2 separate regions of the Oryctolagus cuniculus genome follow, and region 1 is linked to region 2. Evidence: chromatin contacts called from public Hi-C data. All regions are on one chromosome and are shown on one strand. The core of a region is the stretch at or near the end of the contact, and the rest is flanking DNA. Distances in the headings are between cores, read along the strand shown.

Evidence for each region. A called contact is a pair of places that touch in the nucleus more often than the background predicts.
Region 1: a contact with region 2 is called in a Hi-C map of an unstated tissue, with 2.3 times the contacts expected there. The contact joins two enhancer-like sites. A contact is called at or near these places in 2 of 6 Hi-C or Micro-C datasets (ear pinna and an unstated tissue).

The regions. Positions count from the first base shown.
Region 1 is chr1:10,427,249-10,434,021 of mOryCun1.1, reverse strand. It overlaps FADS1 (fatty acid desaturase 1), which reads right to left. Exons shown (of 12, transcript XM_008274405.4): 6 at 3,302-3,362; 7 at 1,878-1,954; 8 at 969-1,066; 9 at 743-839; 10 at 433-512; 11 at 193-318. Among named protein-coding and RNA genes, the nearest start is that of FADS1, 8.7 kb to the right of the region's middle. Within about 2 kb of position 3,256, at least 2 of the 8 cell types and tissues checked have an H3K27ac peak or open chromatin away from gene starts, as enhancers often do.
Region 2 is chr1:10,290,046-10,296,028 of mOryCun1.1, reverse strand. It overlaps FADS3 (fatty acid desaturase 3), which reads right to left. Exons shown (of 12, transcript XM_070069679.1): 8 at 5,114-5,211; 9 at 4,602-4,698; 10 at 4,401-4,480; 11 at 4,101-4,226; 12 at 2,750-3,108. The coding sequence ends at 3,057. Among named protein-coding and RNA genes, the nearest start is that of FADS3, 15 kb to the right of the region's middle. Within about 2 kb of position 4,393, at least 1 of the 8 cell types and tissues checked has an H3K27ac peak or open chromatin away from gene starts, as enhancers often do.

The DNA of each region.
Region 1 (6,773 bases), core at 2,007-4,506, 140 kb before region 2:
CCTGGGCTTCAAGACCTTTGTCCTTTTATAGTGGCTTTCCTCCCCCTCCACTTCTTGAAAAGGTAGCTTGGGCCATGGTCACCTCCACTCCAGACTGGGAAACCTTTATGTTTCCCACATACGCTTGTCACCTTTCTCCTCGCCCTACCCTTTCCCCCACTTACAGTGCCCTTCTTGGGCCCAGATACTCACTGGACAATGTCGGCAAAGGCTGAGAGCAGGGGCTTGGACTGGTACTCTATGCCGTGCTTGGCACACAAGGACTGCACCAGGGGCGCCACTTTGTGGTAGTTGTGCCGGGGCATCGTGGGGAAGAGACTCGAGAGAGAAGAGGACAGTCGGTGGCTCCTGCTGTCCCGCCTGCTCCTTGCCCACCTCACTTGACACCCCCCCACGCCCCTGGGATCTGGCCTCCCCAGCCATCCCACTCACTGGTGCTCGATCTGGAAGTTGAGGTGCCCACTGAACCAGTCGTTGAAGAAGGACTTGTGGACGTTGCACGTGGCCTGGAGCTGGAGGTCAGAGAAGAGCATGTCCCTGAGCCAGCCCAGCCTCCTCCAAGTACAGGGTGTGGGGTCATCCCTAGTCATTCCCTTCACGTGGCGGCAGGAGACAAGCCTCAAGCTGATGAGGCAATGCTGTTTGGGGGCCTTTTTTTTTTTTAAAAAATATATATCACTACCTCTTCCATCTTTTTCATTAGTTGTGTCATGCTGGGATCTTCCAGGCAACCGTGCCTTACCTGGGTGGAAACCCAGTCCTTGTTCTGGTCATGATCAATGTGCATGGGGATGTGGTTCATCTGTGTCACCCACACAAACCAGTTGCTCTCCAGGAACCTGTTGTCCAAAGCACACACACCAAAAGAGTACAGGCAGAGCCCAGGGCTCTCATTCCCCGTCTACCCTCCACACCAACTCCCAAACCCCTGCTGCTGCCCCCAGGCCCACACCCCCACCGAATTCTACCTGACAATGAGGAAAAGGCCCAGGAAGCCTTTCAGCCCCAACAGCGGCACGTATGTGAGGAAGATGCGGACGTAGAAGGTGACCATCCAGGCCAAGTCCTGCAGCGGCAAAGGCGGAGGGCACAACTGCCACAAAGCAGCTCTTACCTTTCACTGCGCCTGTTTCTGCACCTGGCACAGTCCTGCAGGTACCCGACTGCAACACTCAGCTGCCCCGCCCTGTGATACCCAGTGCCCCTGTCCCTTTCTACTACCCCTGGCCCTCGTGGCCTCTCACCTTTATAAGGAACAAGACCCATCCGGGGCCTCCCCACCTCCAGCTCCTCCCCAACCCATCTAAACCCTGCTTGCTGCCACATGCTCAGGACCACGGCTCAGCCCAACCAAATCTCTAAACCCTCTTCGTACACCGAACCAAGCACCATACTCTTGCCCTGACACACAATGTGTCTGGTGGCCTGTTTTACCCCTTACTTCCTAGCCTCTCCGCTCACTTCATCCTCCCCCTCCCCAACCTCTCTCTGCCTGTCCTCCAAGGCCAGCTAGAAAAGCAATTTCAAAACGGCAGCCACAGGGCCCTTTTGGGATCCCCACAACCTGTTGCCCGTACCTCTTAAGGGATCAACCACGGTCAGCTTCATCAAGTTTGCTGAGAGTGGGTTCATCTCCCTCTTCCCTGGCTTCATGCCCAGCACAAGAGCCTCAGGAAACACTGGCTGTAGGCAACCAGGGACTAAGGCCAGGCTGCCTGCTGAGCCCTGTCACTCCGCCCTACCCAGAGATAAGGATCTACACCTGGTTCCATTGCTCTGCTCTAAATTAGGCCTGGAGTCAGTCTCCGCTTCCCTTGGGAGATCCCTTCCCCTCCCCAGACAACTGGATGTGTAACTCTGGGGCCAAGGGTACTCACCACCCACTTCTTCCGCTGGAAAACAAAATAGAAAATATACCACTGGAAGTAGAGAGGCAGCAAGGCTGGGGGCCCAACTGGGAGAGAGACAGAGACAGGAGGCATGAGCAGTGGCAGTGAGTGGTGGGGAGACAGCTTCTGGTAGGGGGTACCTCCTCTGCCATCCCCTCCTGTGGCCCCTCCAACTGCCTCAGCACCCTGCAAGCCCCTGACACCAGCAGGCAGTGAAGGTGGCTGTGGGTGTCAGCCTGGGGATGCCAGGGAGGGCAAGGGGTGGGAGTGACATTCTTCTCCAGGGAAGAGGGCAGCGGGGGAATGTGCTCTGCTCCCGTGCCTTGAAAAGGGCACTTCCGGGTGTTGCACTGGACACGCTGTATCCTGCCCCAGGCCTTCCTCTTGGCCCCCAGCCTGCCCCTCCTGTCATCTGCCCTGTGTTCCTGGCTGCTCCACCATGCAGGTGCAGAAACGGGGGCAGGAAGGTGTGTGTTCAGCAGGATCCTAGGGACCCTTCACAGGCTGAGCCCACCTCCTTGGACGTGGGGTGGGGGGAGGGTGTGGGCCTGTGCAACCCCAACCTCAAGCCCTAGAGGTCGGCTGTAAGAAGGAACAGAGGGACTTTTCAAAGAAAACTATGAACTGAAGAAGTGGATTCCATTTCCTTCTCTTATCCTTTCTCTGCAGTACCTTGCGGTTACCTGTGACCTCCTGCAGAGCCTACCGTGGCTCCTCTATCTCCAGGCCCAGGACTCTAAAATTCCTTCTTCAGGAAGTCTGCTCCGCCCTCCCGTCCTGTCCACCTTTCTTTAGAAGGGGTAGTTGGGAAGAGGCAGTTACGATAAACTTCAAACCAAAGTGGATCACAGGACTTCCTCCCTCCCTGCCTTTAGCGATTTGAAATTTTACGGAGTTTAAAGCTCCACATTGAAGCATTAGGGGAAGACTTTTAAAGCAGTCTTCAGAAAGTGTATAAGACAGCCAAGGGACATCTGGCTTCAGCAGCTCCTTCACTGCCTCCTCAGGCCTCCCGCCCACAGCTGTTTGTACTCTCGTTCTCCCAGGGGGCTGAACTGGGCCCGCCAGGTCACTCTGACCCAGATCTCCGAAGCTGAAGACGAAAGCTTAATTAGGAAAGCCCCACCTGACCAGGCAGATTCTGAGTCAATTAAAAGGCGTTGACACTGGGGTTGCGGGAGCTGGTCTGCCACAATCTCAAGGCCTTTTAATTCAACATTAGCCTAATGGTCAGCTTTGCTCAGCAGCGATGGCAAACTGTGCCCATACAGTGAGGAACCAAGTCTGGGGGCAGAGTCCTTTCTCTGCACTTTGCCCGAGAATACCACAGTCCCTTGGAAGAGTGGCTTCCGCCTCACACCCCTTCAGCACCCCCCCGTGCAGCAACTCCTGGGTTGGTTCCAGACACTCACTCAGGAAGAAGTACTTGTGCTGATGGTTGTATGGCATGTACTTTTTCTTCTGTTTCCCAAGCTGTGAAAAGAGCAAGCAAGTCAGCATTAATAGCTGCCTCTTCCCCCTTACGACCTTGGCTTCTCCCTGCTCAGAAGTTTAGGCCTACTGCAGGAGCTATAAGCTTAGAAGTGCTACTGGAAGCTCCTAGCAGGCCCAGCCTTACTTCCAGCACAGGGAACACGAAGCCATGGGCTGCATCTGTGGAATCTGCCAAGGCCTGTAGCTCAGTGGTCCACGTCCAGAAGAGGCTGTGCACAACACAGAGTCTCCAAGTCCTCAAGACTCCTGTGTTGCTCCAATACCTCTGTCATACGAATTCCAGGCCCAAGCCCCACTGCCGTCTTCCTTCCTCCCATGTGGTACCTTTCAGAGTCTCCATGGAAAACTATTTTCACCCCTAGACAGGAAACTACTCCCTCTATGTCCAGCCTCTAACTGCCCCAGCCCCCAAAATCTTCTGGTCTCCTGACTTCAACATGAACTTTACAAAGATCCCAGGGTTGGCGCTGTGGCACAGTGTGCTAGGCCTCCGCCTGCATCACTGGCACCCCATATGGGCGCTGGTTCAAGTCCCAGCTGGTTTTCTTTGGATGCAGCTCTCTTCTATGGCCTGGGAAAGTAGCAGAAGATGGCCCAAGTGATTGGGCCCCTGCACCCACGCAGGAGACCCAAAAGAAGCTCCTGGCTCCTGGCTTTGGATCAGCCCAGCTCCAGCTCTTCTGGCCATTTAGGCAGTGAACCAGCAGATGGAAGACCTCTCTCTCTCCCTCTCGCTGTCTGTCACTCTGCCTCCCAGATAAATAAATACATAAATCTTTAAAATAAAAATTCCTTGCCAGCTATGCTGTGCTTAGCATGTTTGTGCAAAGGATACCAAGAACAACTTCGAGATCTGAAGGTTCTGGCAAAGTTCTCCCTGGTGGTTGGTGGTTGTAAGTGTAGCTGCTGAAGAGATAAGCTGGAACTTCCAGGTCAACCGGCCAGCATAGAACCCCAGCGTGGCTCACAGAAACCTGACACTGAAGCTCTGCTGTCTCACTCCACGCCTCCTCTCCTGCATCCCCAGGGCTGAGGAGGAGCACAGAACCCACAGCAGAATGCTGGCGCATCCTCTCAGCACCCACCTGCTGTGTTCACGACTTGTTTCTAAAAAAGGAGATTGTTTACTTGAAAGGCAGGGTGACAGGGAGAGGGAAGAAACAGGGAGAACTAAGGGGAGGGAAGAAGGGAAGGAGAGGAGGTTGGCCTTCCATCTGCTGGTTCGTTCTCTAAATATCCCAGCAGCTAGGATTGGGCCAGGCCGAAGCCAGGAGCCAGGAACTCCATCCAGGTCTCTCCCATGTTGGTGGCAGGGAGCCAAGTACTTGGGCCATCAACCACTGGTACATCAGCAGGACGTAGAGACAGCCAGGACTCTAATGGCACTCTGAGAAGGCATGTGGGTGCCCCAAGCAGCAGCTTAACCCGCTGTGTCTCAATGCAGGCCCCAGGACATTTATTGAGAGCCGATCTCAAGGAAGCATTCCTTCTACATTCATGAGTTCATTCAACAACTACTGGAAATCCTACTGTGTGCCAGGCCCTATTCTGAGTACTGAAGATTCAGAGGTGAACAATACAAAGTTCCTGCCCACAGGAGCTTATAACCTGAGAAGATGAAGTTGGTAGTAAGTCCACATAGAGGTCAAGGTAATTTACAGATTAAAAACAGGAAAACATGGGCCGGCGCCGTGGCTCACTTGGTTAATCCTCCGCCTGTGGCGCCAGCATCCCATATGGGCGCCAGGTTCTAGTCCCAGCTGCTCCTCTTCCAGTCCAGCTCTCCGCTGTGGCCCGGGAGGGCCGTGGAGGATGGCCCAAGTGCTTGGACACCTGCACCCGCATGGGAGACCAGGAGGAAGCACCTGGCTCCTGGCTTCAGATTGGCGCAGTGCTGGCTGTGGCGGCCATTTGAGGAGTGAACCAACGGAAGGAAGACCTTTCTCTCTGTCTCTCTCTCTCACTGTCTAGCTCTATCTGTCAAAAAAAAAAAAAAAAAAAAAAAAAAAACACCAGGAAAACATTACAGCAAGTGATGTTTTGGTGAAGTGAAGCAGTCTAGCCTCCCTTAGATGCTGACATCTGAACTTGGACCTGAATCATGAGAAGGATCAGCAATGCAAAGATTCAGGGGAACATTCAAAGTCAAAGGAATGGCTTTACCAAGGCTCTTGTGATGTTCAAGACCAGGAAAACCAGACAGGGGCCAGAAAGTATATGATCTTAGGAAGTCCCAGTGAGGCCTCACTAAGGAGTCTGGGTTTTAGTTCAATGGCAATGAGAAGTCACTGGAAGGCTTTCTATGCTTTGTGCTTTAGAAGGCTCCCTCTGGCTGGAGATGTGGAGAATGAACTGCAGGCTGCAGGTACAGTCTTAGGGAGACCAGTGAAGATGCCAAAGCTAATTCAGACAAGATGGACCAGACCCAGTGGGGCTGGAGAAGCTGACAGACCTGAGATCTGTTTAGAAGGCAGTGTGAACAAGGCTTGCAGTGGTGAGTCATACCACCCTAGGCAAGACTAATGGAAAGGGAAACCTGGAAGAAGAGCACCCTTCTTTTTTTGTGTGGTGGGTGGGACACACCCCTGGCCTCCCATCTTGGAACTGTGAAGGGAAAGTGCTCTATCTGTTGCTGCCTCCTTGAATGGCAACCAAATGCCACTATGACCTTATTGACTTTGCCCCATTTGTTTAGATCCTTGGAGGTCAGAAGGGTTCTAATTAGGGCAAAGTCCTTCTTGTCCGAGAGTTGGGAGGCTCTGGGTGGATGCCACTGTGTCAGCATAGGCATCAATGTCAAATAATCTGCATCCAGAGGAAATGAACCAAGCCCTAAGCAGCCTGCAGGCATTCTCTAATAGGCAGCCTATGCTCAGCCTCATAGCTGGGGGGATGGGGCGAGAAGGAACAAAAGCCTATTTTGGGTCCTAAATCAGTCTCTACTTTTGATGTCTGTAGACAGGAGTTTCCCGAAAACCCTAAATCAAGAAGCAATGAGGGCAGTAGTGTGCGACAGTTCCCTTCCACTTAGCTCCCCACCTCCCTACCTTGACCTTTTAAAAAGACTCTAGTGACAACAGAAGTGCTACCAAGAGCCCAGTGCTGTGCCCACACTGCCCTAGAAGCAGCCATTGGAACCAAGTGAGGTCAAGGCTGTCTCATGGTCAGCATACTGTTGACCATAACAACATTGGATGTGTACACACCAGAGCAGCCCATGCTTAGGAGGTGGGAACACGAGACCTGTATGGACAGATGGGGCATAAGCCTCAAGCTATGAGCTCCTCGTGCTAGGACAGCCAGTGCTGCCAAGGCCCTCCCAGAGTCCTCATGGCTGGAGGGGAAGGAGGAGGAGAGCCAGGCTACCTTGAACTCGTGCCTGGAACTGAA
Region 2 (5,983 bases), core at 3,144-5,643:
GCAGGGGGGTGCCCCAGGACAGTGCAGGAGGACCCCAGGAACTCAGGGCCAAGCCTGGGGGTTGGCAGGGGGGTGCTCCAGGGTAGTGTGGGAGGACCCCAGGAACTCAGGGCCAAGCCTGGGGGTGACAGGGTGCTCCAGGGTAGTGCGGGAGGACCCCAGGAACTCAGGGCTAAGCCTGGGGGTTGGCAGGGGGGTGCTCCAGGACAGTGCGGGAGGACCCCAGGAACTCAGGGCTAAGCCTGGGGGTGGCAGGGGGTGCTCCAGGACAGTGCGGGAGGACCCCAGGAACTCAGGGCTAAGCCTGGGGGTTGGCAGGGGGGTGCTCCAGGACAGTGCGGGAGGACCAGCACCTGCTGTACGTGCCCTCCCCCTCCCCCGCCTGCCTGCCACTCCCAGCAAGGGCTGGTTATGGAGGACGCCTCCCAGCAGGTGCCTGATCCGTCCCAGGGTAGACAGCAGATGTGGGTTGATTGAAGGAACAAATGAGCAAGTCGTGGCTTCTCTCCTAGTCCTGCTTTACCTCTGGCCCCCAGACGCTTCTACAACCAAGAAGGGACACAGAGCTTCTGTCAAGGCCTCCCTCTCTTCCTGGCCTGTGTTAGGTGTCTGTAGAGGAAATCCAGAGAGGAGGGGGAGCCAAGCTCTGGAGTGCGGTAGGGGCCGTGGTGGGAAAGAGCAAAGATGGCCTGCCGGTGCTGGCCTCCCCAAGACTGCTTTAAGCAAGTTGCTCGCGACAGGAGGGCGTCTTCCCCGTGGCCACCACCAGGGGCGGCATGGAGCACAGCCCGTCCTCCCAGGCTGCACACGGGCTCCGGCAGCCCCTAGGTGGCGCCGCACGCTCGGCGGACCCGCAGGGTGGGAGGTGCGGGGTGCGGGGCGGGAGGAGTCCTTGGTGTTATCATCGCCCTAATAGGCTTATCGGAGCCACTGCAGGAACTCGCTGACTGCCAGGGCATGGGCTGAGCCAGCAGGACAGGAAAGGGGGATTTCGAGCAGCGGGAACAGCCTGTTCAGAGACCTTGAACAGGGGGCACAGCCCTGGCATATGCCAGTCTCAGGATGAAACTGTCAAAAGGCGTGTCCCTGTTCACAGAGGCAGCACTGACCCCGGAGCACTGGACAGTATGCATAAAACCTGCGAGTGAACTGAGCCCCACTGCTGGGCCCTTGGCTAAGAGCCCTCCGTGCAGCACCTTTTTACCTTCCAGCACTCTAGGCGGTGGGGCCACAGCTCAGAGAGGTTCAGCAACTTCCCCAGGTCACACAGCATTGAGTCCTGGCAAAGGAAGAGGACTCGACTCTGCAACCCTCACCCCCCAACCCCCACCCAAATCCACCTGACTCCAGAAAGGAAGGGGTAGAACTCCATCAGGGGTCCCTGGTGGAGGGCAAGCCCCTAGTTACGGCCAAGCCAAAGGGGCTGCCACCCTCCGCTACCCCAGCTCTGCCCAGAGAGGCTCGGGCTGGCAGGCCTGGGGGAGGGCGTGAGCTGTGCGGAGCCCCCCTCCCTGGTTTTCTGATCCAGGGAAGGGAAAGCACAGCACCCAGTCTCCCTGCCGTCCCCTGGGGAAACGCATGCGATCTCCAGTGACAAGTGAGTCAGTAACTCAGGGGTTGTCATGGGAACCCTGGCCCCAGCCAGCATCTGGTGACAAGGACTCTCCTGATGGCCTTTGGCTCCGAGGAGCTTGCTAGCTGGCCCAGGGGGGGAGAAGTTCGTGGTGGCCGTCATGGTGGCTCTGTGGCAGGGCTGGGCTGTGGTGGCCGCCTGGACAGCTCCCCCAGCCGCTTCCCTGTGGGTGCTGGGCTCCAGGAGGGGTTCACAAGAATCGCGAGATTTGTGCCCTTTTGCTGTCCGGAGCGGAACCCAGTGCAGAGCAACGGGAGCCCGGATAAAGAGCAGGGTGGTCCCCATGGCTGCAGAGCCCACCGGCTCCCTGGGAAAGGCCTTTCAGTCTTCGCTGTGTTGCTGTCTGAGCGGCCCGGTGTCTTCACCGGAACCTGCTGCCGTGTGGGTGCCAACGGGAGAGGGGCCCAGCAGCCCGGCAGCCCTTCGTCCACCATCGACACACCCCAACCCCAGGAAGCAACTCAGAGTGCCTCCCCAGTTCTCCAAACCCCAGGGCACAGTCCAACTGCACGCACATCCAGAGGAGGCTGAGGCCGGGAGAAGGGCACTGTTCCTGCCCAAGGATGCTGGCCAGCTGGGGCAGGTCCCAGCCTCCAGGCACGGAGGGACGGAACAGCCACCCCTGGTGGGGGGGTCCACTTATCTACTGCGGCAACTGCAGACAGACAAGCACCTGGCGCAGGTGGGCATGGGGAGAGATGGGAGCCTCCTCTTGTGGGCTACCCGTGTGATGCTGGGCGTGGCACCGAGGTGGGCTGGTGCCCTCGGAGGCCCCCATTGCAGAGGGCTGCCGAGGACGCTGGTGCCTGTCCAGAGACAGCGGCTTGCCCGTCCCATGCACTGGAGGTTCCCGCAGGGGTGGCCCTTGTCCCTGGCCCACCAAGCAGAGGGGGTCTGTGAGGCCAGCTTGCCAGGGAGTAACCGGGCCCTCAGGAGGACCCGGGCAGGGGCAGCTGCCCGCTGCCCACCCACAGCCCCCAGTGAGGGTGGGAGAGCTCCCCAGCCACACACCCCCCCAACCTCCACACACCCTCATGGCCCTGAGCCCCAACGCCTCTGGGGAGGCCAGGGCAGGCTCCAGCTCCCAAATGCATGCAAAGTCAATACACTCCTCTGTCACATCTCTGGCTTTGTTTTTATAGAAAAATAACAGTTTTCCCCCAATTCTTGCTCTAGGAAAACATGCCATGCTCACCCCCCCTCCCTGCCCCCGGTCCTGCTGGGCCCCTGAGCCCTGGCCTGGCCGTGGGGAGGCGGAGCAGACAGGTGAGGAGGGGCCGAGGGGAAGACAGCAGAGACAGGAGTGCTGGCAGGGCACCCGCAGCTGGGGTCAGGTGGGACGGGGCTGTCGTTCTGCCCACCGGCCTGGCGGCTGCTGGGGCCCTGGGCCCTTACCCCTTCTCTGCCCACCTGGGCGCTGCCTTCACTGGTGGAGGTAGGCGTCCAGCCAGATGTCGCCAGACTTCTTCAGGGACCTGGGAGGCGGGTAGGTGTTAGGAGACCAGCACTCCTCCTGCAGCCCCGTGATGAGCATGTGGCGACACCTCCAGCCCCTGTGCAGCTGGGGTGTGGATGGGAGAGGCGGCCAGGTGCTCATTGGCCATGGTGGACCCCCAAACTGGGGGGTCGGGATAAGGAGAGAAGTGTCGGGGGGCAGCCAAGGCCAAGTCCAGGCCTGAGCCTGGGTGAACCTGCCCATCTTTCACTCAGTTCTCCCCACTGCCCCCTCCCACACACTGGGCCCTGCGACCCAGGGAACACGGAATCTGCCCACCAGGAGCTCATTCAGGCAGAGAAACCACAAATATCCATCACCGCCTGGCGCTCTAACAGGACAGTGCCTGCGGCAGGGGCACAGACATCAGGCCGGCAAGGATGGTAAAACCGCAGCGGGAGTTTGAGCATAAACTCTGCAGAAAGGCAGCCAAGGGAAGGGGCCATGCAAAGGCACGGAGCTGCAAGATCCAGAATCCGACCTGTCTCCCACTCAGAGCATCTCCCAGAAATGCCAGCCAGGCAGTCCCTGTCCTGCCTCAGGGCCTTGGCACTGCTCTGTCCTCTACCAGGTGCCCCCACGGCCAGCCTCTCTCCTCCTGCCCGTCTCTGCTCACATGTCAGATTCTGGGTCCCACCCAGCCCGCCACTCTCTCAGCCAGGGCACCCCTCATCTGCCCCCCACTCTTAGGGTTTTTACTGTTACCTGTAAACCCTTCTCAGATTTTCTGTAAGTTCCTTCTTTTTTTTTTTTAACTGCTTGTTTTCTGGTCCCCTGCTGGAATCTCAGCGGACCCTGACCTGCACTCCCTGTTGTGTCTGTCAGAGCTCCCTGCGTTCTCACTGTGCAGACAGGTGCTGGGGGAGGGGGCGTGGCGGCTGAGGGCGGACCAGCAGCCCGCCCAGGAGGGCCGCAAATGCCAGCTCTTAGCCAGGGACCCCTGTGGGCGCCGGGAGCCGGGCGCAGCCTTACCCGACAATGTCCACCAGGGCGGTGAGGAAGGGCTTCACCTCGTAATTGAGGCCGTGCTTGGCACACAGCGCCTTCACCAGCGGGGCCACCCTGCGGTAGTTGTGCCTTGGCATGGTGGGGAAGAGGCTGGGGAGAGGGCGGGCGGGCAGCTGAGAAGGAGACCCGGCCCCCACGCCACCTCCCCCAGGACTCTCCATGACAAAGGGGCTCTGGGTCCGGCCCCTGGCCCCCGGGACGCAGCCCCCACTCACTGGGGCTCTGGGTCCGGCCCCTGGCCCCCGGGGCGCAGCCCCCACTCACTGGTGCTCGATCTGAAAGTTGAGGTGTCCGCTGAACCAGTCATTGAAGGGTGAGGGCTCCACGTTGCAGGTGGCCGCCAGCTGCCAGGGCCAGGCGGGGTACAGATGAGGGAGGCTGGCCTGAAGCCCTGACCCCACGGCACCCCCAGAACGGCCCCCCACTGGAACACCACCACCAGGATGCCCTCCCCCTGCCACCCACCTGAGAGCTGGCCCAGTCCCGGTGCTTCTCGTGGCCAATCTCCTTGGGGATGTGGTTCATCTGTGTGATCCACACGAACCAGTGGCTCTCTAGGACCCTGTAGGGGAGGCTCAGGCACTGCCCCATGTCCAGCTCACCATGCAGGCACTGCCAGTGAGGCTGGAGTGTGGGTGTCCCCCAAAGCGGGCCTCAGCTTCCACACGTGCACAATGGGACTGCGGAGTTACTCCCTCCCTGGGGTTTAAAGAAGCTGAACGGAGCAGTGTCCACTGTGAGACTGAGCCCAGCGCAGCCCAGCTCACGGGGGTAGCACCACCTGCGAGCCAGGCTGCTTTCCCCAGGTCCACCAACCCCAGGGTCCTGCCACGCCCCATGCCCCTGGCTGACTGATCATCCCCACAGCCCCGGGAGGCAGAAGGGGAGATGGAGACTCATTGGGGAGGGCTGTGGTCAGGGCACCCACTGCCAGTGTGATCCCCCCCACTTTCCGTCCCCCCCAATTCTGGCCATACCTGACAGCGACAAAGAGGAGCAGTGCCCCAGGAACGCCATAGAAGGGGGCATAGGACAATAAGAAGCGGGAGTAGAAGCTGGCAGCCCAGAGCAGGTCCTGCAGAGGCACAGGCAATGCTGAGTGGCCCCAGGTAGCCAGGATCCTGGGGCTAGGGAGGCAGGAGGGAAGCTGGGACCATCCACCCTCCCCTGCCTCCCCTGCCTCAGAGCCTGGGACAGCCTCCTGCCCCTCGCCGGGCAACAGGACAGGGTCCCTGCTCTGCTAGCTCACGGGCTGACAATGGAGGTCATCAGGCTGTGCAGAGTGTGCACGTGGTGGTGGTGGGGAACATAGCTGCCTGGCAGAGGTGGCCCAGCAATGTCCCCAGAGAAAATACCATCACCAAGAGACCTACGGCATGACCCTGTGGGCCCGCCTTCTGCACAGGCACACCTGCCCTCCCCTGCACACACACCATGTGCACACCTGCCCTCCCCTGCACACACACCATGTGCACACCTGCCCTTCCCTGCACACACATCATGTACACACCGGACCTCCCCTGCACACACAGCCATGTGCACACCTGCCCTGTCCTGCACACACACCATGTGCACACCTGCCCTGTCCTGCACACACACCATGTGCACACCTGCCCCCCCCTGTGCACACACCATGTGCACACCTGCCCTCCCCTGCACACACACCATGTGCACACCTGCCCTCCCCTGCACACACACCATGTGCACACCTGCCCTCCCCTGCACACACACCATGTGCACACCTGCCCTGTCCTGCACACACACCATGTGCACACCTGCCCTATCCTGCACACACACCATGTGCACACCTGCCCCCCCCTGTGCACACACCATGTGCACACCTGCCC